3 separate regions of the Zea mays genome follow, and all the other regions are linked to region 3. Evidence: chromatin contacts called from public Hi-C data. All regions are on one chromosome and are shown on one strand. The core of a region is the stretch at or near the end of the contact, and the rest is flanking DNA. Distances in the headings are between cores, read along the strand shown. Region 1 holds the start of LOC100273447 (grx_S12-glutaredoxin subgroup I). Region 2 holds the start of LOC100280021 (putative SET-domain containing protein family). Region 3 holds the start of LOC100280092.

Region 1 (4,804 bases), core at 1,329-3,828, 510 kb after region 3:
AACAAAGTTAGGGACTTGGAACAAGATACATTGATACTAGAATGTAGTGGAAGCCTATTCTTTGTCCAAGCCCACATGTTCCCTTTCAACCATCTTTGAGACTATATCCAAATCACTCAAGCAAACACATTAGTCTCAAAGGGTCAAGTTGTAGTATATCCTCCCCCTAATCATGTGCAACATGTGAGGTCCAGGGATGACTTGTACAACTTGAGCACCAAGGTAAGTAAAGACAGAAATGCTTAATAGAACATGATCAAAGGCATAAAGCACATGTATGATATAGATCAATCCAAGTTCCGCGAATCTAAGACATTTAGCTCACTACGCAACCTGCAAAACCTTTTCTCATCTAAAGGCTTGGTGAAGATATTGTCTAGCTAGTTCTATAGGTGTACATTCGGGCCGCCCGCCCGGCCTGGCCCAAGCCCGAAAAGGCCCGTATTGTTTGGATTTCGGGCCATGCCGGGCCGGCCCACGGCCCGTCACGTAATTGCTTCAACGTGCCGGGCTCATTTCGGGCGGCCCGAAATTATAAAAACCTGAAATACAATTTTGGCCCGAAATTCACATTAGGGCCCGAAATTCAATTTTTGGCCCAAAATTCAGTTTTTGGTCCGAAATTCACATCAGGGCCCGGAATTCACATCAAAGCCCTAAATTCAACACAAATTTAATAAAGCAAATAAAAGATAAGATAAATAAATTTGACCAAAAGCAAACTTAATATTTGTATTAAGTTACCAGAGCTATGCAATGACTACCTCGTTTATAAATCATTTTGTCAGAAGACAAAAGAGTATAATCAGCTCTATACAAAGTTCGTAAGTTCAGTTCATTATCTAATGTTCATAACAAAAGTAAAATTACATCACATACTCTAATTCAAAGTTACAAAAAACATCTAACTAGCATTATCTCTAGCTTTGTGTTCTTTATAAAGTACATGAAAGTGTGGAATGAAGTGTGGTTTTAATAAATATATGGGTCTTTTCGTGTCTTTATATGGGCCATTTCGTGCCTGCCTTAAACGGGTCGTGCTCGTGCCCGCCCATGGGCCGCGACCTCGGCCCAAACCCGGCCCGATATATCGGGCCGTGCCAGCCCGACACTAAAATATTTCAGTCTGTGCCGTGCCTGGGCCGTGCTTTTTTCTGTGCTTCGGGCCGGCCCATCAGGCCCGACCCAAATGTACACCTATAGTTGGTGGGCAAATCTCGGTGGGAAGAAAAATGGGCCGGCTAGATACATGGGATGGGCGAGCGGGAATTTTTTTAACCAAAACATCCCCTATTTGTAGCTATAGATTGGGAAAGTTTAAGGGCTATGAAAAAATTAAAGAAGGTTTATGAGACCTATTGGAGGCTTTATGCCCGTTTAACAGGGCTCTCGGGACGACTTCTCCTCTGGCTTTTAGTGAAGCCGTGCCAAACAATCTTAAAAATGGCTTCTCGTCGAGAGCCATCAAGGAGCCAGAGCCGTTTTGCTATTAGGAGCCGAAGCACCAGAAAGGCTTCTACCGGCTTCTTCTGTCCTGCACACAATAATGTTTAACGAAATTATAGCCCCTGCCACCGTCTTACCGTGAGAAATTGCTTTGCCAAATGAATTCAAAAACGGATCTGGCTCCTCTAGAGAAACCAAGAAGCCAGAGTCGGAGCCGTGCCAAAGGGGCCCTAAATTTTTTCTTCTCCCCTATAATGTTAAGTTAGGGGAAATTTAAGGGAGCTTTTGGAGATGCTCCCCAAAAGTCTCTCCCTAAATTAAGTTTTTCTAAGAAAAAACAAAAAAAACTTGACTCCAACAGTCCCCTAAAGTGTCCTAACTTTTTCATAGCACTTAAAACTCTCTCATTTGTAGCTAGAAAAAGAGAGTTTGGGCTCCCCAGAAACACAACCGCGCGCAGAATTGAGTTGATTTTCCTTTTTACCGCTTTCGCGTGTTTGTTTGATGTCTATCCGCCCCTGTGGCCGCGCAACCTCGTAGTTTGCCGTTGCGCGCGCAACCTCGTCGCCTGCCACTGCTCGCTGCATCCTTGTCGTTCACACAACCTCACCGTTCGCGCGCGGCAGCGTGCCCTCGCTATTCAGCATCTACCGTCACGCGATTCGCTATTGGATCCCTGTCGCCGGTTTAGCCTTTGCTATCGCTCATGCCCGCCATTACTCCTCCCTCGCTGGACCACGTACCACCAGCGACCTTTGATGGCAGCCCATATTTGGTCGATGGGGAGACGTCAAAGCTGCGAAAGAAGAAAACACACCCATGAAACCTATCAACATGAGTCAAGGCTGACTTGGCTTAATTTAAAATATTTTTGATCCATTTTTAAAGGAACTGTTGGAGAAATGGTTAAATTCTATTCTCAATATTTTTCGAGATGCTCCTTAAAACTGATTTTTAGAAGTTATAGAGATGCTCTTACTTTATGCAAACTCGAGTCAGTTTTTTTGGGGTCAGGTTTATAGTGCATGTGTCTGACCCAAAACAGTGCCATGGGCTGGCTAGAGGTCTAGAGCTGGATGGATGCTGTTGGACTTCTAAGCCCAGCCCACGAAGGAAATCCATCCAGAGACGAATCCCATCGTGTTGTGGCCGGAGAGACGAGAGGACTCCAGAGAGATTCCGACACCGCTGGGCTCAGATGCCGCCGCCGCCGCCGCCGCCGCAGCAGCAGCAGCAGCAGTCCGGCATGACTCTCTGCCGCCTCCCCACGGCCACTCTTGGCCTTCCCCTTTCTCTCCCCTGTTTGCTACCTCGTTCCCGCCCCCGCCTGTGCTTCGCCGCACGTCATGCCAGGGCCGTCGCCGCCAGGGCTTCCTCATCCTCTCCATCACCGGACTCTTCATTCGGTTCGCGGATGGAGGAGTCCGTCAAGAAGACGGTGGCCGACAACCCCGTTGTCATCTACTCCAAGTCATGGTGCTCGTAAGATTAATAGCCCCAACTGAGCTAAAACTAGGCAACTAGCATTGATTCATTAGCTTTGATTCGCCATCACCTCATCTAATTGACTGATTCCATGGCATGCTCAACGTCGGTAGATATTGCATGGAGGTGAAGGCGCTCTTCAAGCGGATCGGTGTGCAGCCCCATGTTATCGAGCTTGACCATCTCGGTTCGTCCTCTTTCCAGCTTCATTCATGTCCTTCCTTCCAGGGCAAGGAACTGAACTGAGTAGCTCTGTTTGATTCATATTCATTTAAAGGGCTATCATATATGAAATCATGTATCATGACCATTGATTGTGCAACCGGACTATACCCCATGTCCGTGGGCAATCAGGTGGCAATGTTACTGAATTGTTTTGAACTTCGAGATGGAGATGTTTTCTGCTGTTCAAACTCTAGGGTTTCTTTAGCTGCACGCCTGGACAATTTGGGTTAACTGGTTGAGGCTGTTATAAATGTTTGATCCTGTGCTCTTGCACACCCAACACCATCAAGAACTGACACTATTGCCAAATCACTATATCAGGTATAAGGTTAAAATTTGCCTAGCCTGAACCTGTAAAAGCATAACATTGCTCCATCAGAATTGAGCATCGATATCTTGTGGCTTGTGACTTTCCTTTTCCTACCATGGACACTATCAACAACCATGTATTGACACCGCTAGTCATGTTCAGTTGGTCAAGTGTGCTATGGCCATCACCAGTTTTTGCCCTGTTTGAAATGAATATGCGGTAGTTGTGCACTGTGCTTCATGGAACGTGTATGAATCTCATACACAGTTTTTGTTTCAGGCTCCTTTCCTCTCATTCTCCACTTTGCCAACCAGTTATAATAACCCACATGTTCATAGTTGCATTTGATTTTCTTCTTTGTCACCATCAGCTACAAATCCAATAATATGCAAAAGCACTACCAGTTGAACCGTACCTTGAACTATTGCATATACTTGTTTTACTCGTACCAGACATAAGACCGTGTTCAGCAGTTTACCTATATGGTTACCTAAAATACTGTTTTGTACTGTAGACTGTACTGTTCGCAGAGTGGAGTTTGAATACGGGGATGTGAATGGGTAAGCTGCTGGAGATAGTTTAATGCATTTGGCATGCTCATAGGCACAAGGGTTTTCTGCATACTTTTTTATTCCTATCTGTTTTGAGTGTGCTAGTGAAGTTGGCCATGCCAGCTTATCTAAATGTACCTTTGCTATGCTTGTGTTTTTACTAAGTCGCATGATCTGAAGGGTTGTGATTTTTTGGTAGTTATTTCCTACTGAAAATGAGAAACAAATAGTAATGCAGTGATTATTATATATCAATTTTCATGTTGATGCTCTTATGCAACTGACGGCTAATCCCTTTCAGGTGCTCAAGGACCACAAATACAGAAGGTATTAGAGAGGCTGACTGGACAGTCTACTGTTCCTAATGTTTTCATCGGTATGCCAACTTTCCCTTTCTCACCGTCATTTTTACTGTATAACCTATCATTTTCCTTTTCTTCATGACTAAGTAGCAAAGTCACCCAATGATTTTTCATATCAATTAGGGATTTTTGCGGGTGGTGCCACTAAGTGCCAATACCAATACATGTGTCCCATTTGTAGTTTGTTACTGCATGGAAATTAATCCACACATGCATCTGATAGGATGTGGAATCCTATCGTGGCATAGTTATTAAGGCGCCGCTTAAGCGCCACTAAAGTGAAGCAACGCTTAAGCGGTAAGGCGACCGTGAGAAGGAAGACGTCATGTCACCTTGTCGCAAGAGTAAGGTTAGGGGAAGAGGCGGCGGTGACACGCGAGGAAGAGCAGCGGCATTGGTGTGGGTCGCGTGATGACGTAGGGTGG
Region 2 (4,912 bases), core at 656-3,155, 400 kb after region 3:
AAGAACATAACATATGTACAAAACACACATTCAGCTGTAGCTAAACGAATGACAAATACAGACATGAATGCATCTAGTCATTGTAGCACATTGAACATGACGTTGAGGAAATCAAGAAAAACTTTACCTGAAGATCCATCACTGAGCTGTATGGCATCAGGACCAGTCAGAAAATCTCGATCAGTTAAATGGTCACCGACACTGATTTCTGCTATATCAACTTGTGGTTCAGTTAAATGGTCACCAATGTTGATTTCTGCTATATCAATTTGTGGTTCTGGTTTGGGTTCTTTCACGATGAAAGAATCATCGACAGCTAAAGGATATTCACACCCAGCATCTTGCAGCACTACAGTCAAGGACCTAGTTACTCCACGACTGTTTTGTGGCGAAACAGACAGAGCACCTTGGGTTGAAACAGTGGGTTGCTGTGGTCCAGACTCAAATGGCTGCAACTCTGCCCTGAAATTAGCCGTGCCCATCCTGGGCCTCTTCACCAGGGGCGTTTCATTATCATCTTCGCCTCTGTCATCGTGAATAGCAGAAACATATTGTTGCCGATCGTGCTCCGAGTGCGCATGTGCTGCTTGGTTGCCCTGATAAAAAATATCGATAATGAACAGCAGTAAGGAGTTAATGGAGAAGAAAGGAAGGTATAACCTGTTGTAAGCGAGGTAGATAGGAGAATGATGACCTGTTGGGAGGGAGGGGTTTGTTTGTTGTCTTGCCTATCGAGGATGGCATCAGCGAGGGCACGATAGCACTCATCCTCAATGGGCTCCCAGTTGTTGTTGAAGATGTTGAGGAGTTCCTTGAGTACTGGGGTGGCCTGCTTCTTAGAGAAACCAAGCAGCTTCATGGCGTTCAATGCCTTCTTGGCCCTTTCCTTGTTGCTGCTCATGTTGGTGTTGATGGAAGAAATGGCGAACAGCTATGGTGGCGGTTGCTCCCTGTCCTACTGCAGCCTGTGGCGAGCGCCATGGGCAAGAAAATGGTCAAACACTTTATAACTGGGCAAAATAAACTACTCAAGTTGCACAAAATGCATGCAACCGAATACTATACAGTACTAGTACTGTTTGTTATGAGCAGTAGCCGATGCAAGCAAAACCCATGAAAGTAAGAGAAAATAAGGCGTGACCAAACGAAGGTACCAATCCCCAAGGTTGGGTCGTTAATTTTTTTTCCCCCGCCAGAATCGTCAGAACAGATCAGATCGCACCAAAAAAAAAACAAGACGAAATACAAAATAGAAAAAGATACGACGGTACTAAAAATGAGAGCCATTTTTTTGTGTGCCTCGAAGGAAGACACAAAATCCCTAATGCCTGAACTGAATGGTGGCTTAGGTTTTCCAGAGCCCAATGCATGAACTAAAATGGTAGCTTAGGTTTACGAGAATCGTTGAAAACATTAGAACGCACCCGCACCTTAAAAAATGGTCAGTCTTTTTTTCCCTGTTAAGAACCAGTATAAGAAAGATGCTTAAATGAAATGAAAGGTGACCTCAAGTGCTACAACAGGAAAATCCGCAGTGGATCCACCACATACGATGCGTGAGAAGGGAGATGAATGAATAGTGACGGAGGAAGGGAGGAGGGGAGGAGAACAGGAAGGAAAAGAGACACACCTGTACTTCAACGGACTCCAGTGGACGAGGAACGGACTGGAATGGGAAGGATTAACTGCAATCAGGGGAGGCATTCATTCCCCGCTCCATCCTACAGTTGTATGCGTGATTCGCTCGCCAATCTCACAGATTGATGATTGTCTATACTAGGAAGGGGGAAGAGGAAAGGCGGAAGAGGCGAGGAGGACTTGGGGTTTTCTCTCTTCCTCTGGCGTCTGCTGGGGTTTCTCTCTTCTTCCCAGGTCCCCCCAACCAACAACAAAGGAAGGCAACAAGGCGCGGCGAGCGGATGGGTCACTGACCTGTTGTTCGACCTGGGCGATCAAATGGGAAAGGCGAGGCCATGCCATCATGATTTGGGCCGACCCAGCGACCATCATTCCTTCTGAACTGGGCCAAGAGGCCCAAATGAAGCGCAACGCAGCCAAGAAAGGTCCATGTTTGACGTATCGCAAGTATTAAGGTGTCGTTCATGAAATATAACGTAATTGACAATGATAATAATTTATATTTGATTATTAGCGGTAATAAGTTTGAATTGCACGATATCAATTTCTAGTATGATATATAATTACGGTTAGATTTAAATAAACATATTTCAAGGTTATTGTTCACGTTACAAATATGTGAACCAAACAACACCTAAGTAAAAAGAAATCTCAGCCCTATCATCGTGACACCGAGTTCCTTCATTCCCTTAATCCCTTTAGCCTCCCCACTAAACCTTAGCTCCCTCTCTCTCTTTCTAGGATGTCGCAATCTTCAGCTCTCAGGTGTGGCGACGACGGTGGGGACTGGGGACGGCATCCTGGTCGCCCTCTCCCAGTCGGAGGTTGTGGCGCAGTAGTGCAATGCGAAGAAGCTTATGTGTAGCACAGGGAAGGCGGCGTGGATTGCGGGGTCAACCTTTTTCTGGTGCTGGGACTGCCGCTCATCATCGAGATGGACCAGGAGCAGCAGCTCAATGACCTAGAGCTGCAGCAGCAAACGCTCCTAGGCGAGCCACTGTTGCCGCCAGCCAAGTAGATATATCAATCTTTTTGTTCCTATAGGCAAAATTGCTAGGTTTCTATTTCTACCAAGCTCATCATCCGAGAGGAGTTTTAAAAGGAGGGGCTTATCGAGTCGACCTGTTGTTGGTCAGCCGTAATTCAAGGTTCGTATTTCATGCAACACTAGTTTAGCTTCCTTCCCAAGAATTGAAACAGATCGATTAGATAAGTCATTCTCTGTCGTTGTTGCCACCTTATGTAATCCTCTATCTATGTTTGCACGCTAATTGTGTGTGATTTTAATAAATCTGCTTCTTGCTCTTATTCGGTCTGGATCATCTTGGATGATGAACGCCAAACATTTTGCATTGGGTGTATTGTGATCCTAAGCGCCCTATGCGAAGCTCCTCTTGATGGCATTGTTGTTTTGGCAACTGATGGATCATTGATGAAGCTGACATGTCATTCAAAAGCTCTTCTACGGTGATGAAACCTATTATCAAAAGCAGGGGTGTTTGGTCTGTTTGCAGCGGTTCGCGGGCGTGGACGCGAAAAACACCTGACGCAGAGGGACATTCTAGCAGCCCCCCAAAAGAGGGGGAGAAGAGAGGGCGTGATGCCCCATTTTCGCAACCGCGGCCGGTATCCGCTAGATGACGCTGTTAGAAATATGCCCTAGAGATGTTTATAGAGATGAGTATATTTCTTTGTATCCATAATATTATATATATATATATATATATATATATATATATATATATATATATATATATATATATATTAATTGAATATCCATGAAAGGCACCTTGTATTGATTAGCAATTATATGAATTGTTTGTGAGATTCTTTACTTGTATGGTTATTCTAAATGGTGTCCCTGGTCAGAGTCGATGACCAGCACGTGTATTAGTTAGGGCTGGGCATTCGGTCTATTAGGGTAATTCGGTTCGGTCTATTCGGGTTTTTGAAATTTTAGGTTCTGAAAAATGAGAACCGAAATTTTCAAAATAATTTTAAAAACCGAATCCGAATAGACTAACAATTTCGGTTCGGTCTATTTGGTCCACCGAATAGACTCAAATAATAGAGACTAGTATCTTTTGCTAAAATATATACAATGAATAATTAATTGAAAGTACTATTATTACAACAAGTGACTATAAAAATAGCATACAAATATATATATATATATATATACTATCATTAAGATGATATCATAATTTTTAGCTAATAAGTTCATAAATCATATAATAATACCATCACATGTTAAGAGCTTTTTTATATTTTGGATTATTCGATCTATTCAGGTTTGAAAGGTTAGGAACCGAACTCGAACCCATACCCCGAAATATAGCATATATAGGAACTGAACCTGAACCCAAAAACCCGAATGGACCGACAATTCGGTCTATTCGGGTTTGGTTCAGGTTCGGGGGTTTTAAAATACCCACCCCTAGTATTAGTTGGTGACTACATTTTACAAGTTATGGACATGGAGATGTGTAACACCCAAAATCATATTTTGGTGATTTAAATAATTCTCCAAAAGATTCGAGATAAGATGTCTATTAATAATAATTTTTCTTTATAATGTATATCTCTCGGAAGTAAATAAGTAATAGTAGCGAGAATTTGGTATTCAAAACTTGGATCCAAAACTTAAATGTAAAACATGGAACAATAAATAAAAGAAATGCTTCAAGCTATTTATTAATCCCTTTACAAATATATATATATATATATTAATTCATGGCAAATATATTAATTTGTCCTAAACAAATAAATAATGAAATTTAGAGTATACATTCAAAGAAGTATCTATGAAAATTTAAAAAATGTGTGGTTCATGTTTCGAAGCACACTTTTTAGAGAACTAAGAAGAATAATAAAAATAATTATACACTTTTGCATACATGTTGGGATTTCTTTTGTGGTGCATTTATAATTTAGTTTGAAGTTTGAACTTTGGTTAGAAAATAGAAAAGAAAAGAAAAAGGGACCCGGGTTGGGCCAACTCTCCTTAGCTCGGCCCAGTATGCTTTCCACACTAGACAATCCATCATAGCCCAACACAGTCCAAGAGCGTTGTAAGGTGAGACCCACATGTCGGATCTTGAGCTATCCCGCGTACTTTTGCCTTGTGCACTGCAGGTGGGGTCATTTTGTTTGGTTCTTCTTTTTTTTATCCTTGAAGCGAACTCAGGTGCTTGATTCGTCCGCGTTTGACGGGGGCGTTCACCAACTGATCTATCGCGCCCTCGTGTCCCTGGCCCTATATAACGCAACTGCG
Region 3 (4,752 bases), core at 1,586-4,085:
GCAGCACGCCGAGGAAACGAGAGGGCATCGAGGAGACGCGACGACGCCACTACAACGAGCGTGCTTTGCTCGGCCATTCAATTGCTGGGCCACACCCTCGCCGCAGGGGAATCAGTCCAGTATCCGTGTTTGAAAGAAAACGGCATTGTTCACCTCGTTCATGTTATTCGTATTGATATCTCGAAAGTAATTAATCTAATATAATACTCTCACCTTTCTTTTTTATTTATCGTGTTTTAGTTCAAAAATGAACTAAGAAACGATAAATATTTGAAAACGAAGGTATTATTAATTTATGTCATAAATTTTAATGTATTCTTATATAAATTGGGTTAAACCTATTTTTTAAAAAAATACAAGAATTATATCTTTTTTTAGCGGAGGAAGTACTCAACTTCCAACTCTAAAGTACATGTACCTCCCATCGCATTTGAATCGGGCTGAATGCAATCCAGTTATTCGATGTGAAAAACATATATGCTTTAGATACAAGTTAGCGAGTACATATTCTTTCTGCACAAACTAAGTTCCACTAGAACTAGAAGTACACGTGATCACTTCGACGAGGCGAGCAAACAACATTTTTTTTCGAAATGAAGAGAGAACAGCAGCTATGGAAATGAAAAGGAGCAAACTTTTCATGGCAAACAATACGACTCGGTTCCTCTCCTGCTGGAAAAGAATTCAGGTGTTACAACGGAAGTCTAGAATATATACTGGTTTTCAACTCAAATCATGACTTCCGCTCCTGGTATAGATAGCTGCCTCTATGCCTTCTTAGTATTTGCGATCGATCTTGCTGCCTTGAGGTTCAAAAACACCGCCCTGTAATAGAAAATTCAAACAAAAGTCAAGCATAATTCTCACAAGCCAAAACGGCACGACAAGATGCTAACTGCTAAACATATAGTAGGTGTTACCAGCAGGAGGCGACAAAGCTGTGGAAAAGAACTCGGAGCTGGAGTGGCATGTACTCATAGTTGATCCAACTTACAATTGGCCAGAACTGCACAAAAAAACAAAAAACAAAAAAAACCCCCAAAGTCACTAGAAAATAAACCATGGATTGATGCATCGATTCCCCAACAGAAAAAGCATACCCTCCAAGCTGTGAGTTGGACAGATGCATAATCCTTCTTCACCTTGTTCTTTACTTGTCCAAATGGTCTCCCTGGAATTCATGCAAATTGCAAATACTGATTATTTCTCACAACACAAAACATGTCCAGTTGTTTGTATACTGTGCGACGCAACATGCAGTTGTCTGTAAGGAAACTTGAACAATGGACAGAAACATGTTTTATTGTGATACACAATGAACTTTCCAGTAGAGATTATATATATACCTTCAACCACCAGACCAAAATACATCATAAACATCATGTTGTTCCATGGAGATGCGGTCAGCTGCTCTACTAAGACCTACACATGACAAATGAGCAAAAAAGCGGTACCTTGGTCATGATTGTCCTCAGGTTACATACCTTGGAGTAAAAAGGTACAGGAAATTGCATTTGAGAAATCTTGATGGTTCATCCGGAAAGAAAGGCAGTTACATACCTTCTTGGCTGTAGTTTCTTTTCCTTTCTTTCCCTTGAAAAACCTATCCATGAGCTTGTGGAGGAAATGTCCAAACGGTCCCGCGTATGCAAATCCATATAGCTGTTGCATTGCACATAGTCAACAAATGAAAATAAGAACCACTGAATCAGAAGTGTGGGTATTGAAATCCAAACATAATTGCTAATATGTAAATTATGACATTTCTTTGGCACTTGGTCCAGTTGATTGAACTAGTGGCCAGAGAGCTGTCCAATTTACCAGCAGGTTAATTTTTATGCATACATATGATCTCATATTCTCTCTCTCTCACACACACACATCCGAAAGGAGTGTCGTTTAGCTATGAATCTAGACAGTCTTTTTTGGGATGGAGAGAGTACTTGGATAAGATGACAGTTTCCTTTGCACAAGAAAAATACTAGATTTGCGTGGGTCGCTGAGCTACAGACTGTACTAAGCTTGATTCTCTGAGGTCGAGCAAGGTCTGTGACTGAGTGAAAATGGCAGTCTAGTTGTTGGTGATCCGTGGATCTATGCGGTAGACGTTTATATCAGCCTATATATTTCACGTATTAAACTTGTTTTCTGATTTGCAGTCTACATCAATGACCAATCGTGTGGATTCCCGTCCCACTAGCAGGGCTACATCGATTGTTTTCATTCGGCTGCCCGGAACAAACTAAAGAAAAACGCATTTTTGTGTTGAGAAGCCACTCTGACCGTGCTGCTCATCAGCTAGGCATAATTCCACTAACTGCACAGCAGGACCCAAGAAACAAACCTTTTAAGGTAACGATTGACCTGATGGCCGATTAACGAAATCCAGATAAAAACTACTGAATCGAGTGAGAACACCAGCTGTCTGAATTTCGGGTAGGCGACAAGCAGTTACTCAAATCAACTAAAGCAAGAACGCCTAAAACGCAAAAGAAAGGAAGAATAGCGCACCGCGATGAGGAGGAGCCTCCTGAGTTGGAGCTTGGAAACACCGGAGATCTTCTGAGCGACGGCGTCGCTGCAGCCGGCCAGGACGCCGGAGGTGATAGCCTTGGTGCGCAGCGGGTGGGCCTGCAGCTGCTTCATGTAGGCCTGCCCCGCCATCGCCACCACCTCAGACATCTTGGGTGAATCGATCAGAGCTCCCCTCCTCCCTCCTCTAGTCGTGGAGAGGCGATGGAGCAAGTCAACTGGAGAACAGCCAGGAGAAGGAACAGATCATGGAGAAACAGAGGGGGATGCTGCGAATCAGTGAGAGATCTTGACTAATCCAACAAACACATCAATCAATGATTCTGACCGGGCAGGTGCTGCTGCTGACAGCACATTTAATAAGAACATTTTATTGGGCAGGACTAGTAGCACCGTAGTAGGTGAGTAATTACCATTGAATTACAAGACCACACCGTATTAGGTGAGTAATTATCATTGAATTACAAGAGCACCGTAATAGATGACTAGTAATTACCATTGGATTACCAACGTTCTTCTTCCTCAGTTCCCCTGCAGCAGCCGAGGCGAGTATTGGTCCAATAATCTTTTTGACTTAGGGCATGTTTGGATATATGATGTTAAAGTTCAGCAGTATATTTTTAGCTGAATTTTAGCACTTGAAGATCAAAGAAGAGGGTAAAAAGTAAAGTGTTAAGAGAGAAGAGGAGAGAGAAGGAGTGGTCTGTAAAGTTACAACTGGCTTGATACAAAAACCAAGATTTTTTGTGAGAGACAAATGGCCATGCATTAATAGTAAAGAGCTAACAACTATACACATAGACTAAAAGGTGGACATCGAGAATGCTTACAACCAGCAGTTGATTATATTATTAAATTTGCTCTTAGGGCCTGTTTGGTTCAGAGTGACTAAACTTCAGTCATATTTAGTCCCTAAAGAGACAAACATGGTGACTAGAAGTCTCATACTAAAGTTTAGTCCTCTAGTCACCATGAGGGTGACTAAAAGTGGCTAAAGTGATATTTTTACTACATCCATCATCCCTTCTTCCATGTGCGCTCTTTAGTCAGATTTAGTCACTTAAACTAAACATGGTACTTTAGTGGAAAGGTTTAGTCAGGTGACTAAATAAACCAAACAAGTCCTTAGGATATGTTTAGTTGCCTAACAAGTAAATTTGTTTGTGCGCGTTCTAGATCTAGATGATGTGCTCAGTGGGCACAAGATTTATACTGCTTCGGGCAATGTCCCTACATCCAGTCTTCGGTGGCTTGTGCTACAAACACCTTGTTGCTCAATGCTTATTGTAGGGGGTTATAAGCGGGGCGAGAGAGGGAGGGGCTCCTAAGTATCTTATGCGTGGTTGGACCTAAGAACTACGAATCTGGTGTTCTCTACTAAGTCTTGGGGGTTATGGCGGTGCATTCCTTGGCTTTGGCCTCCGTAGTCCTCCGTGTGTCCTCTCTTCCGCGTCTCGTCAGACCCTCCTTTTATAGACCAGGAGTGTTTACAGGTAGCTTCTTGGGGAAGGAGTTACTTTGCCCTGGTAGAATGAAGCATTCTACCGCCGGTAGAAACCTGTTTGTCGGTATTTGCCTTAGTCGTCTGCGCTCACTAGCCAGGCTCATTAATCCCGGCTGCGTGTGGGCGACAAGGGGTTCTGGCATCATCACTGCTTTATCTGTGGCAGACCAACCCTTGGCCTCCGTAGCTTAAGTCTCGGCGTGGCTCGTTGTGTTGCAGGGCTTGTAGATTGCTAGGGCACTCAGCCTCAGCTCGATAGATCATGAGTGGGAGGCGGACCGACACCCCTTGAAAGAGAAATGTGCCCTTGGGCTATTTCTAAGTGTTTTAGTGATTAAGGGCTCAACACACCACTATGAACTAACCATCTTTGTATGAGCATGAGCACATGTATATAAAGAGCAAATTGAAGATGTCAAGTCCAAAAGAGCACAAACATGGACCTAAATATGCAACTTTGAGAAATTGTATAAGTGTGAGGTTTGCACTTCTAAAGATGTTGCATAGGTCCTTTACAATGGTTCTAATACTTGTGTTTGGGCCCTAACTCATTTTGGAGAGGAAAGTACTTTTTAGGCTTGAGTTTGCACATATTGCAAATCCTATTGAAATGAAGTTGCAAAGGTATAATTCTAGCACCTAGTCAACTGTTTTAGTTACTAACAATGTTCATCCAAGTGCTAGGGAACTTCTCAAGTCGAGCCAAAAAGAAGGGC

What was found. Hi-C and Micro-C count contacts between places; a contact is called where the count stands out from the background.
Region 1: a Hi-C map of leaf shows a contact between it and region 3, with 2.9 times the contacts expected there. The contact joins the promoter of LOC100273447 here to the promoter of LOC100280092 in region 3. A contact is called at or near these places in 2 of 25 Hi-C or Micro-C datasets (ear and leaf).
Region 2: a Hi-C map of ear shows a contact between it and region 3, with 4 times the contacts expected there. The contact joins the promoter of LOC100280021 here to the promoter of LOC100280092 in region 3. A contact is called at or near these places in 4 of 25 Hi-C or Micro-C datasets (ear, leaf and tassel).

The regions. Positions count from the first base shown.
Region 1 is chr4:50,882,020-50,886,823 of Zm-B73-REFERENCE-NAM-5.0, forward strand. It overlaps LOC100273447 (grx_S12-glutaredoxin subgroup I), which reads left to right and starts at 2,579. Exons shown (of 5, transcript NM_001147884.1): 1 at 2,579-2,928; 2 at 3,045-3,118; 3 at 4,319-4,393. The coding sequence starts at 2,645.
Region 2 is chr4:50,772,442-50,777,353 of Zm-B73-REFERENCE-NAM-5.0, forward strand. LOC100280021 (putative SET-domain containing protein family) reads right to left here and starts at 1,906. Exons shown (of 9, transcript NM_001152966.1): 1 at 1,631-1,906; 2 at 695-965; 3 at 128-596. The coding sequence starts at 901.
Region 3 is chr4:50,372,054-50,376,805 of Zm-B73-REFERENCE-NAM-5.0, forward strand. It overlaps LOC100280092, which reads right to left and starts at 2,836. Exons shown (of 6, transcript NM_001153030.1): 1 at 2,512-2,836; 2 at 1,561-1,662; 3 at 1,347-1,422; 4 at 1,101-1,171; 5 at 921-1,006; 6 at 456-825. The coding sequence starts at 2,682. The coding sequence ends at 768.